2 separate regions of the Anas platyrhynchos genome follow, and region 2 is linked to region 1. The links are chromatin contacts, called in public Hi-C maps. All regions are on one chromosome and are shown on one strand. The core of a region is the stretch at or near the end of the contact, and the rest is flanking DNA. Distances in the headings are between cores, read along the strand shown.

Region 1 (4,831 bases), core at 2,264-4,763:
TCACACTTGCAAGCCCTCATCCTCACGGGGCCGTAAACCACCCTGGCATCTGCTAGAAGGACAGCACGGCGGGGCATAAGCACTGCAGGAGGTGTCTGGAGATTGGTGCTGAACACAGACTCTTCCAAGTGACAGAGGAGCCAGCAAGAGGAGCTCTGTTCCATCTCATGCTCAACAAAGAACTTGTTGGGTATCTGGAGATCAAAGGCAGCCTTGGACTCAATGATCTGCATAGCTGGCTTCCAGCTTAGGATATTATGAGATTCTTGGATGCAGTGACCATGAGGTAGTGGAGTTCAAGATCCTAAAGGTAGGATATAGGGTATACAGTGAGCTCACAACGCCTCTTGGTGTCCAGATAGCAGGCAAGCAATGTGCTGCAGCCTCCAGGGACAGACTTCCCAGCTCATTCTGTCCCCAGGAAATCCTGGCAGGAGACTGCTGGGATGCTGGCATTTCTCCTCTGGTTTTCCCTCTTTTTCTGGGGACCGGCTCCTCCTGGAGCACCACATCTGACATCTGATGGCAACTGCAGCAGCGTGTCCATGGCCGTGCTCCGTGTCAGTGATGTGATGTTGTCCAGCTCCTCAGTTCTTTCTGTACCGGGACTCCAAGAAGTGGTGGACCTGAGCCCCCACTGGAGCACAGTTTGCTCTTCCTTAACACCATAAGCAGATGCCATTTGGTCCTCTCCATCACCGCAGACACTGTTCTGGTGGTGGCATTCAGCAGCCACTGATGTTCACAACCCCAGGCACCAGGACATGCTGGGGGCACCCAGCCGGAGAGCAGCCTGGCAGAAAAGGCCCTGGGGGTCCTGGTGGACACCAAGTTGAACACGAGTCAGCAATGTGTCCTTGCTGCAGAGAGATCAAAGTGTTCTGGGCTGCATTAAGGCCAAGTGTTGGCTGAAGGTCGAGGAAGGTGATCCTTCCCTTCTGCTCAGCACTGGCGAGGCCACTCCTGGAGTGCTGGGTCCAGTTCTGGGCTCCCCAGGACATGAGGGACATGGAGCTACTGGAGAGAGGCCAACCAAGGGCCGTGAAGGTGACGAAGGGAGAAAAGCCCAAACTACCCAGGCAGTGGGACAGCACACCCAGCACCAAAGCCTTACAGAGCAAAAGAAATCAGGGAGGCCGCAGGAAAGTGCAAGGAGAAGGGAGTGAAAGAGAGAAACTGCAGTGTGCTGACAGCAGCCTCCTCCTCCCAGTCCTCCTGCACCCACCAGTGGCCAGGGACCTGGGTGACATTGAGGCTGGGAGAGGAAGGGAGGAAAGGTGTTGTGTTAATGTTTGTCTGTCTCACTACCCACGTTTATTTTAACTGATGATAAATTAAATGATTTTTTTCTTAAGTTAAGCCTGTTCTGCCCCAATGGTGTATGGTAAGCAATCACCCCGTCGTTATTGTGAGTGGGGCTCTGTGGGTTGCTGCTGCTGTTGGGATGAAACCACGGCTGGAGGCTCTGTCAGACCCATCATGGGAGCTCCGCACGTGCCCTGCACGCACTCACCTGAGCATCAGTGGAGGCACCCGTCAAGGATCAGCTCCCTGCTGCAGTCCTTGGGGGATGCGTAACTGCCCCTTCGGCCTCGGGCAGGCATGGGCAACCCACCAGAAATGCCGGGGAGCCGACGGGCCCCTGACTGACCGAGCTCTCTTGTCCCTGCAGTGTACGTCGTGGAGGAGCGGCGAAGGGACGACTCAGGCGAGAGCGCCTGCCTGACGGCGTGCTGGACCGCGCTCTGCTGCTGCTGCCTCTGGGACATGCTGACCTGACTCTGCCGAAGCCACCTCTCGTACCTCTTACTGAGTGCTATGCAGTCTCCCCACTCCTCTCCCGACTCCTTTCTGTTACTGTAATCAACGCTCTGCTTTGCACAGCCAAGAGTTCCTGTCTGTCAGTCCTAGCGCCTTGTTGGGGTGGGGGGTGCACTCCTTATTTTAGTAAAGGGAAATCCCTTTTTAACATTTCTAAGACTTTTGTTGTAACTTTGAAGAATGTGCTCGTGGTGTATTTCAGCCAAAGGCATTCTGATGAAATGTATATTTATCAGTTGAAATTTTCCTAGTCCTAGAAATGAAGATATATGCAACAATTAAAGCCAACAGTTGATTTTCTTTGCTAGGTCACGATTGTTTCAATAAATCTGTCCTGTAGAGAGTGTGCTTCCCCCATCACTGTCTGTTCTCAGCCTCCTGCCTGCACTGACTGCGGTGCAGCAGTGATGGACCTGGCTTCAAGCAGTTAGGAGGCCTGATCCCACTTGGGTGTTTCCAGCATCATGCTGTAGAGCATCAGCTTGGTAAGGGTAAAGAGATGGGTGACAGTAAATAAAGCCATGGATTAATTTAGTGCTGAAGAGCTGCCTGAGGCAATGGGGTGGGAATCAGGCATGTGGTGCAGAAGTGAGGGCTTCACCAGGGCCCCAGCAAGCCTGGGCAGAGCCTTCCCCAGTGCCAGGCTAGGCCAGCACTGGGCTTGGGCACGAGGGTGAAGCTCAGCCCCAGCTCTGTGCGAGGCCACCCTTGCCACTGGGCTCCCCTGCCCAAACCCAGCCTGCTCCGTGCCCAGGCCCAGCAGATGGACACATGGAGCAGGGCAGACATCACGCACTCACCTCCTGGACTTCTGCTTAGGGCTGTAGGGCTTGGCAGAGCCATCCTGCCCACCAGCAAGCAGCAGCACCATGTTCATTGGGCCCAGCTCCACACGGGCCCAGTGGCAGGCAGGAACCGAAGCAAGGTCCAAGCACCTTGTCTGGGCCCTCCTCCAGGGCTGCTCCTGTGAAACTGCAGCCCCAGCATCCAGGTGTGACACCCAGTGACGTGCATCACAGCTCAGACTACGGAGTCGCTTGCTTGAGGGAGGAACATGTCATAGGATGCAGGGACAAAAGTCATTCAGGCTGGCCCAGGACTTGCTATGGGAGGTTTAGGGGGCAGCAACCAAAAGGCAGCGGTGGAGGTGATTTGGAGCAGCTCCTGACAGCCTGATCCTGCCAGCCGGCTCCAGCACAGGTCAGGAGCTTGACTGCAGCCACACGATGCGAGGGGTGCCCAGAGCCAGCAGCACCCCGTGTCTGTCGGGGTGCGAGGAAAGCAGGATTCCCCGGGGACACCCACCCCGAGCCCTATTACCACCTACTGTAAACTCCAGCAGGGGAGGCAGCAGCTGCGCAACACAGAGGCAGAGAGAAGGAGCTAACACAGGCTGTGGGGTAGAGTTTATTAACACTGCCAAGTAGCAGCCGTCACGTAGACCCGCAGTGGTGAGCGGCACCGGCGGAGCTGCCCAGCATCACCCAGAGGGTGCCGCAGGCCTGTCGGGAACCACGCAGCTACTGCGCCCTCCGGGCCATCAGCATCTCTCTGATGTTATCTTCTGCTTCCTTCACGCTTCGTTCCAGGTACGACTTCTTCTGCTGCAAGGCAGAAACCCAGAGGGGAGTTAATGTCCAGCCTGGCACCAGCAGCACAGGGAAGCGATCAGGGCAGAGCCCCCAGCAGCCTGCTGAGGGCGCACACAACACGGCGTGCTGCCCCGAAAGCGAGAGCCGTTTTCATTTCCAGAGGCATCCTGGAAGTGTTAATATTGAATCTCTCTTGCCTGGGCAATGTTTACACAGAGTTTGAATTCTGCTCCCTCTGAGACCTCCTCCTCAGAGCTGTGGGATTATTTCAACAGCAGAGCTGCACAAAGTGTCTGACATCAAATGTAGCAGCGAAGAAACGGAAATCACACCCCGTAAAGTTTGGAGCCCAGAGATAAATTAATATGCTGGAGCCTGCTTATGCTATCAGCAACCCGCACCAGAACCCTTTCACACTCAGGTTAAAAAAGGCTCTTTTTTCCCAGCTGGGTGTTTTCAGAAACCAGACCCTCTTTTCTATCTGCCGCATGTTCAGAAATTCCCTGCCATCATCACAAAATGTGTTTCTTTAATCATCTTTAATTAGTCCAGGCTTGGCAGGGAAGCAGACCAAAGCTGTGCATCCCAAGATAGGAATTCACCATGCAGCATTTTTTCCTGCTCGTCTGGGTTCTCCTAGGTGACTGGAAAAATCTGCAACTGGCTCCCTTGACTATTTTCTCTGGGTTTCCAAACAACAGACACAACAGTCTCCCACGGATGCCAGGCCCTCAGAAAGAAGCCCTGTCCATGTGCTGCCGGACTTTGCTGCTGTGTGCCAGGAAATCGCCACTCCAGTGCTTGCTGATGGGCTGGGGGAAGCCCGGGGCAGGCTCCCCGGTGGCGGGCTCATGGAGGGGTCACCCAGCAGCTTTTGGGCTGCACAACCACCTGCCGAGGCTCACACAGGGCTCCGCAGCCTGTAGCTGCCTGCAAACAGGGCGTGCAGGTGCAGGGCTCGCTGCCCCCATCCTCGCCTCCACAAAGCCCAGCGGGGATCACTGCGATGCGAAGCTCCCAGCACAGCTCTCCCCGGGGTGGTGGCAGCCCCAGCCTAAGCAAATGCTCCTTCACACCTGGTACATCCCCGTCCTGGGGCTGAGCAAGGTGAAAATAACCATGGGCAGGATTATTTTCACATTACAGAGCCTCAGCCTTGAGCATCCTGTCACAGGCTCCACCGAACCACCTCTAAACACGTGCAGAGGAACCCGGTGTGATATGAATGATCCCTCCCAAACCCAACAAAGCTCATCCAAGTGAGGAGAGGAGGGGAAACGGCCTCAAGTTGCACCTGGGAGGTTTGGGTTCAGTATTAGGAGAAACTCCTTTACTCAAAGTGTTTTGTGTCACTGGCAGGGGCCGCTCAGGGAAGCGGTTGAGTCAGCAGCCCTGGAGGTCTTCAAGAAACGTGGAGA
Region 2 (4,680 bases), core at 678-3,177, 81 kb before region 1:
CCACATTCCTCCTACAATGCAACATTTCTTAGTGCTCCCCATGGTAAGTCACTTGATAACAATGAAAGGAGGTATTCTTTCCACCCCATAGAATCATAGAATATCCCGAGTTGGAAGGGACCGATAAGGATCATTAAGTCCAACTCCTGGCACCGCACAGGTCTACCCAAAATTTCAGACCATGTGATTACGTGCACAGTCCAATCACTTCTTAAACTCTGACAAACTTGGTGCAGTGACTACATCCCTGGGGAGCCTGTTCCAGTGTGCGACCACCCACTCAGTGAAGAACCTCTTCTTGATGTCTAGCCTAAACCTCCCCTGCCTCAGCTTGACACCATTCCTTCGGGTCCTATCACTGGTGACTTAAGAGAACAGATCAGCACCTACCCCTCCACTCTCCCTCGTGAGTCGTGAGGAAGCTGTAGACTGCAACGAGGTCTCCCCTCAGCCTCCTCTTTTCCAGGCTGAACAGGCCCAGTGACCTCAGCCTCTCCTCATATGTCTTCCCCTCTAGGCCCTTCACCATCTTTGTTGCCCTCCTCTGGAGGCTCTCCAGCAGTTTTACATCCTTCTTGTACTGTGGTGCCCAGAACTGCACACAGTACTCAAGGTGAGGCCACACCAGCGCAGAGTAGAGTGGGACAATCACTTCCTTTGACCGACTAGCGATGCCATGCTTGATGCACCCCAGGGTATAGTTGGCCCTCCTGGCTGCTAGGGCACACTGCTGGCTCATATTCAGCTTGCTGTCAACCACAACCCCCAGATCCTTCTCTGTGGGGGCTGCTCTCCAGCGTCTCATCGCCCAGTCTGTATGTATGGCTAGGGTTGCCCCTTCCCAGGTGCAGAATCCAGCACTTGCTCTTGTTAAACTTCATGTGGTTGGTGATTGCCCAGCTTTCCAATCTGTCCAGCTCTCTCTGTAAGACCTTTCCACCCTCAACAGAGTCCACAACTCCTCCAAGTTTGGTGTCATCAGCAAATTTGCTTAAAACACCTACATCCAAATAATTTATAAAAACATTGAAGAGGACCGGCCCTAAACCGTATTTCCATCTATCAACAAGGTTGGTCTGTGCTTCAGGTCCTCCTTCTCATTGAAAAAAAAACTGTGAATTCTACCCAGGAAAGGCACTGGAGCATGGTTCAAAGAGCGGATTTATGCCCGCAGCAAAGACAGAGTCTGGGGACAGAGGACCTCCTCCCAGGTGTGGGCAGCACCACTGAAGGACAAGTCAGCAGTCATTAGTGTTGCAATACATGAGGGATGGCTTCAAACCCTTATTCTGTTTCCCCCACTCCATCAAATCATATTTAGGGATCATCTCTGAATATCCTCCAAAAAGGCTTTGTTTGCTACCACAGTTGCTGTGAACAGCCTATAATGAGATGCCTTCATTGTTCTCACATACGTGATTATATGACAGGTAGTCCAGAAGTTACAAGCTACAAATTCCTTAGGGCCAAAGTTCCCATGTTCTCCAAACTGCCTGCTAGGCAGAGGGGCAACTACTTAAATAGGTTTGTTTACAGTCAACCAAGTGCTTGCATCTCAGGAGATCCAACCAAATTCCTTTCCTGGTGGCTGCCAAACACCATCAGAGTGAGCTCCAGTAGCACTGGGTGGAGCAGCAGATGCCCTTCTTGAATCTGTGCACAGCCTGGAGGCTTGCAGGGCACCCAGAGGTCCATGTCCACTTGAGGGTCCAGACTTCTGGGGAAAGGTCAAGCTCATGGGACAAACCACCTATCTCAGAGAGATCAAGACTGAGCCCAGGGCTAGTGTGAAAACTCAGATCCAGCTCCAGGAGTTGTAGAAAGTCTTCTTGACTTCAAGCTTAATTCAAGAAACAGAAACAATTGGGCATCAAGGCTGAAAAATGCCAAGAGACACAATTGCTTCAGCTCCTACCCACTGATTTGTCTCTGTCTCCTGCAGCCACAATGAGGAGCTAGCTTCCTTGTGGCACTGGGTCCAGCATTGCTCTGGGGACAGAAATGGGCTCCTCCCTGTGTGGCTCCAGACCAGGCACCTCTGGCACCCCAGGGCTTCCCTCAGCTCCATGGTGCAGTCCGGCCATGAGGAGCTGCAGAAACGCCTTTGTGTCCTTTCTGTTCCTCTCTGGGTGGGCATCAATGAGAACTTCCAGGACAAGTCTTTTTCCACTTTGGAAATTTTGGAAATTGGGAATTTGGGGGGGGGGGGGGGGGGGTGTTGTATTGGGCTTGCATGACAAGGTTTTGGTAGTAGGGAGTCTGCAGGGGTGGGGGTGCTGTGAGAAGAGCCCAGATACTGGGGCTCCAGCTGGCTGCAAAAAGGACTCAGCACTGGCCAGTGCTGAGTCATGAGCGTGTCCGGTTGTACCTCTGGGAGAGTTGATTTAAGAAAGGGAAAAAATGCCGTGCCACAGCAGCTGGGAGAGATTGGAATAAGAAACAGGCTTGCATCCACCAAAATCTGTGAAAGAGGGCAAGAGGCTCTCCAGGCACAGAGCAGCAGTTCCCCTGCAGCCTGTGGAGAGGCCCCTGGTGGAGCAGGCTGTTCCCCTGCAGCCCATGGGTCCCCCATGGAGCAGATCTCCACGCTGCAGCCCCCCCATGGGTGGAGGAGCCCCCGGTGGAGCAGGTGGATGTGGCCTGGAGGAGGCTGCAGCCCATGGAGAGCCCCTGCAGGAGCAGGCCCCAGGCCAGAGCTGCAGCCCATGGAGAAGAGCCCACACAGGAGCAGGGGACCTGGGGGGAGCTGCCACCCATGGGGGTCCCGTGCTGGAGCAGTTTGCTCCTGGGGGATGGACCCCAAGGTATGGACCCATGTTGGAGCAGTGCTTGAACAGCTGCTGTCTGTGTGAAGCCCAAACTGGTATTTGAGAATGACTGTATCCTGTGGGAGGGACCCCATGCCAGGGCAGGGGAAGAGAGTGACCATGAGAGTAGCACATAGTGAAGCGTTGTGGACTGATCACAACCCCCATTCCTCATTCACTGTGCCACTCAGAGGGAGGAAGTAGAAGAGGATGGATGGGGGGGAGGTAGTTTTAGTTTGCTTTTATTTCTCACTGCTCTTGTCTGTTAATAGTAGGCAATAATTACATTAATCTCCCTTATGCTGAGTCTGTTTTGCCCATGACAGTAATTGGTGAGTGATCTCTCTGTCCTTAGCTAAACCTATGAGCTTTTTTTTTCATCATATTTTCTCCTTCTGAGGAGGGCAAGTGAGAGAGCAGTGTGCTGTAGTTGAGCTGCGCATTGTTTTTTAAACCACAACAGTGTTTAATGACGCGTGCACAGCTCCACTGCCTCTGCTCTCCTCCAGGTAGGTACAACTGTATTCCTGGTTTTAACTAGAACCCTTTCAAATTACTGCTTTGGATATCAGCTGTGTGTCTGAAGGGCTGCATTCACACACACATATATATCCTTGCAACACAAAAGGCAGGTCCTGAACTTCTGCGATGAGTGGAGCTACTAACCTACAGTGCTAGAACAAGCGTTGAACACGCCCATTTGCCAGTGCTGGTTGCAGTTTACCTCTGCAAGGATCAAAGATTCAAAGTCACAGCCTGTAGCATCAGCAGATGGGTGCAGGGTGCAAGGGGTAGTAATTAGCTGAATGCAACAAGAGGTTCCATTTTAAATAGGGACATGTGAGCTCAACAGCATCAATTACTCTCAATCCAGTAAGGAATCTACGCACTTGTTTGTTCTGTATATGTTGATCTGCACAATTGGAGTTTGCTCTTTGTGGTGTGAGTATTGGAGGTTTCCTTTCAGAGCTACGTAAACAACATCTCACAGAAGATGGGGACGCAGCAATGTGCCATACTGGTAGCAGCCAGCCTGCTTGGGAACAGAGGACTTGCCACATCCTCTTAAAGTTGGAAGGAACAGTTGGTTGAGCATCCTACCTCAAGATCCATGCCTCTGCTACCTTGTCAATATGTTCTTATAATCCACAAATATTTTATGCTAAACAGAAGAGTGGATTTCATCCACTCTGTGAAGGAGTCTTTTAGTCCTGCTTAGCTGATCTGCAGTATCTGGCTTAAAGCACATGCTATGGGATTATGTTTGATGCTTCCTTGCATTTTTTTTGAGGGTGGGCAGGTCTTTAAGTCCTTGTGGTGTGGTGTTTTTGTTTCATGCAGTGTCCTACCCTGCATTCCCACAGCTCTGATGTCTTCTCCAAAGTAACAGGGAACTCATCCCTCTCCGTCCTCTGGCACAAAGAATTGGGCTCACAGCTCAGCATTGTAAGAGCTCCCAACTGAGCACACCACAAAATCTACAGGCACATCTGACGCTTCAGGTGCTTGCTGGTGCTGGATGCCAGATCCTCATCCTGGTAGGGAGCAACTGCTGAAATCTGATTCAGTTCCAGATTATGGTCCAATTAGGCACGTTCACTGCAGCCCTGCCTTAGCACACACTGCAGGAAACCCGTCCTGCTTTTAGCAGGGATAGAGTTAATTCTATTTGTAGAAGCTCATATGATGCTGTGTTTATGATTTATGATGAAAATAGTGTTGATAACACACCAATGTTTTCGTTGTTGCAGAGCAGTGCTTACACAAAGACAAGGACTTTTGAGCTTCTCATGCTGCCCTGCCAGCAAGGAGGCTGGGGGTAAACAAGAAGCTGGGAGGGGACAGAACCAGGAGAGCGGACCCCAACTGAACA

What was found. A called contact is a pair of places that touch in the nucleus more often than the background predicts.
Region 2: a Hi-C map of subcutaneous adipose tissue shows a contact between it and region 1, with 3 times the contacts expected there. The contact joins two enhancer-like sites. A contact is called at or near these places in 4 of 8 Hi-C or Micro-C datasets (liver, skeletal muscle and subcutaneous adipose tissue).

Annotation. Positions count from the first base shown.
Region 1 is chr14:11,662,758-11,667,588 of IASCAAS_PekinDuck_T2T, reverse strand. PFDN1 (prefoldin subunit 1) reads right to left here. Exons shown (of 4, transcript XM_027468158.3): 4 at 3,206-3,425. The coding sequence ends at 3,342. It overlaps CYSTM1 (cysteine rich transmembrane module containing 1), which reads left to right. Exons shown (of 3, transcript XM_013100909.4): 3 at 1,673-2,162. The coding sequence ends at 1,779. Among named protein-coding and RNA genes, the nearest start is that of CYSTM1, 21 kb to the left of the region's middle. Within about 2 kb of position 3,513, at least 2 of the 8 cell types and tissues checked have an H3K27ac peak or open chromatin away from gene starts, as enhancers often do.
Region 2 is chr14:11,742,623-11,747,302 of IASCAAS_PekinDuck_T2T, reverse strand. No RefSeq gene overlaps it. Among named protein-coding and RNA genes, the nearest start is that of PURA, 11 kb to the right of the region's middle. Within about 2 kb of position 1,927, at least 1 of the 8 cell types and tissues checked has an H3K27ac peak or open chromatin away from gene starts, as enhancers often do.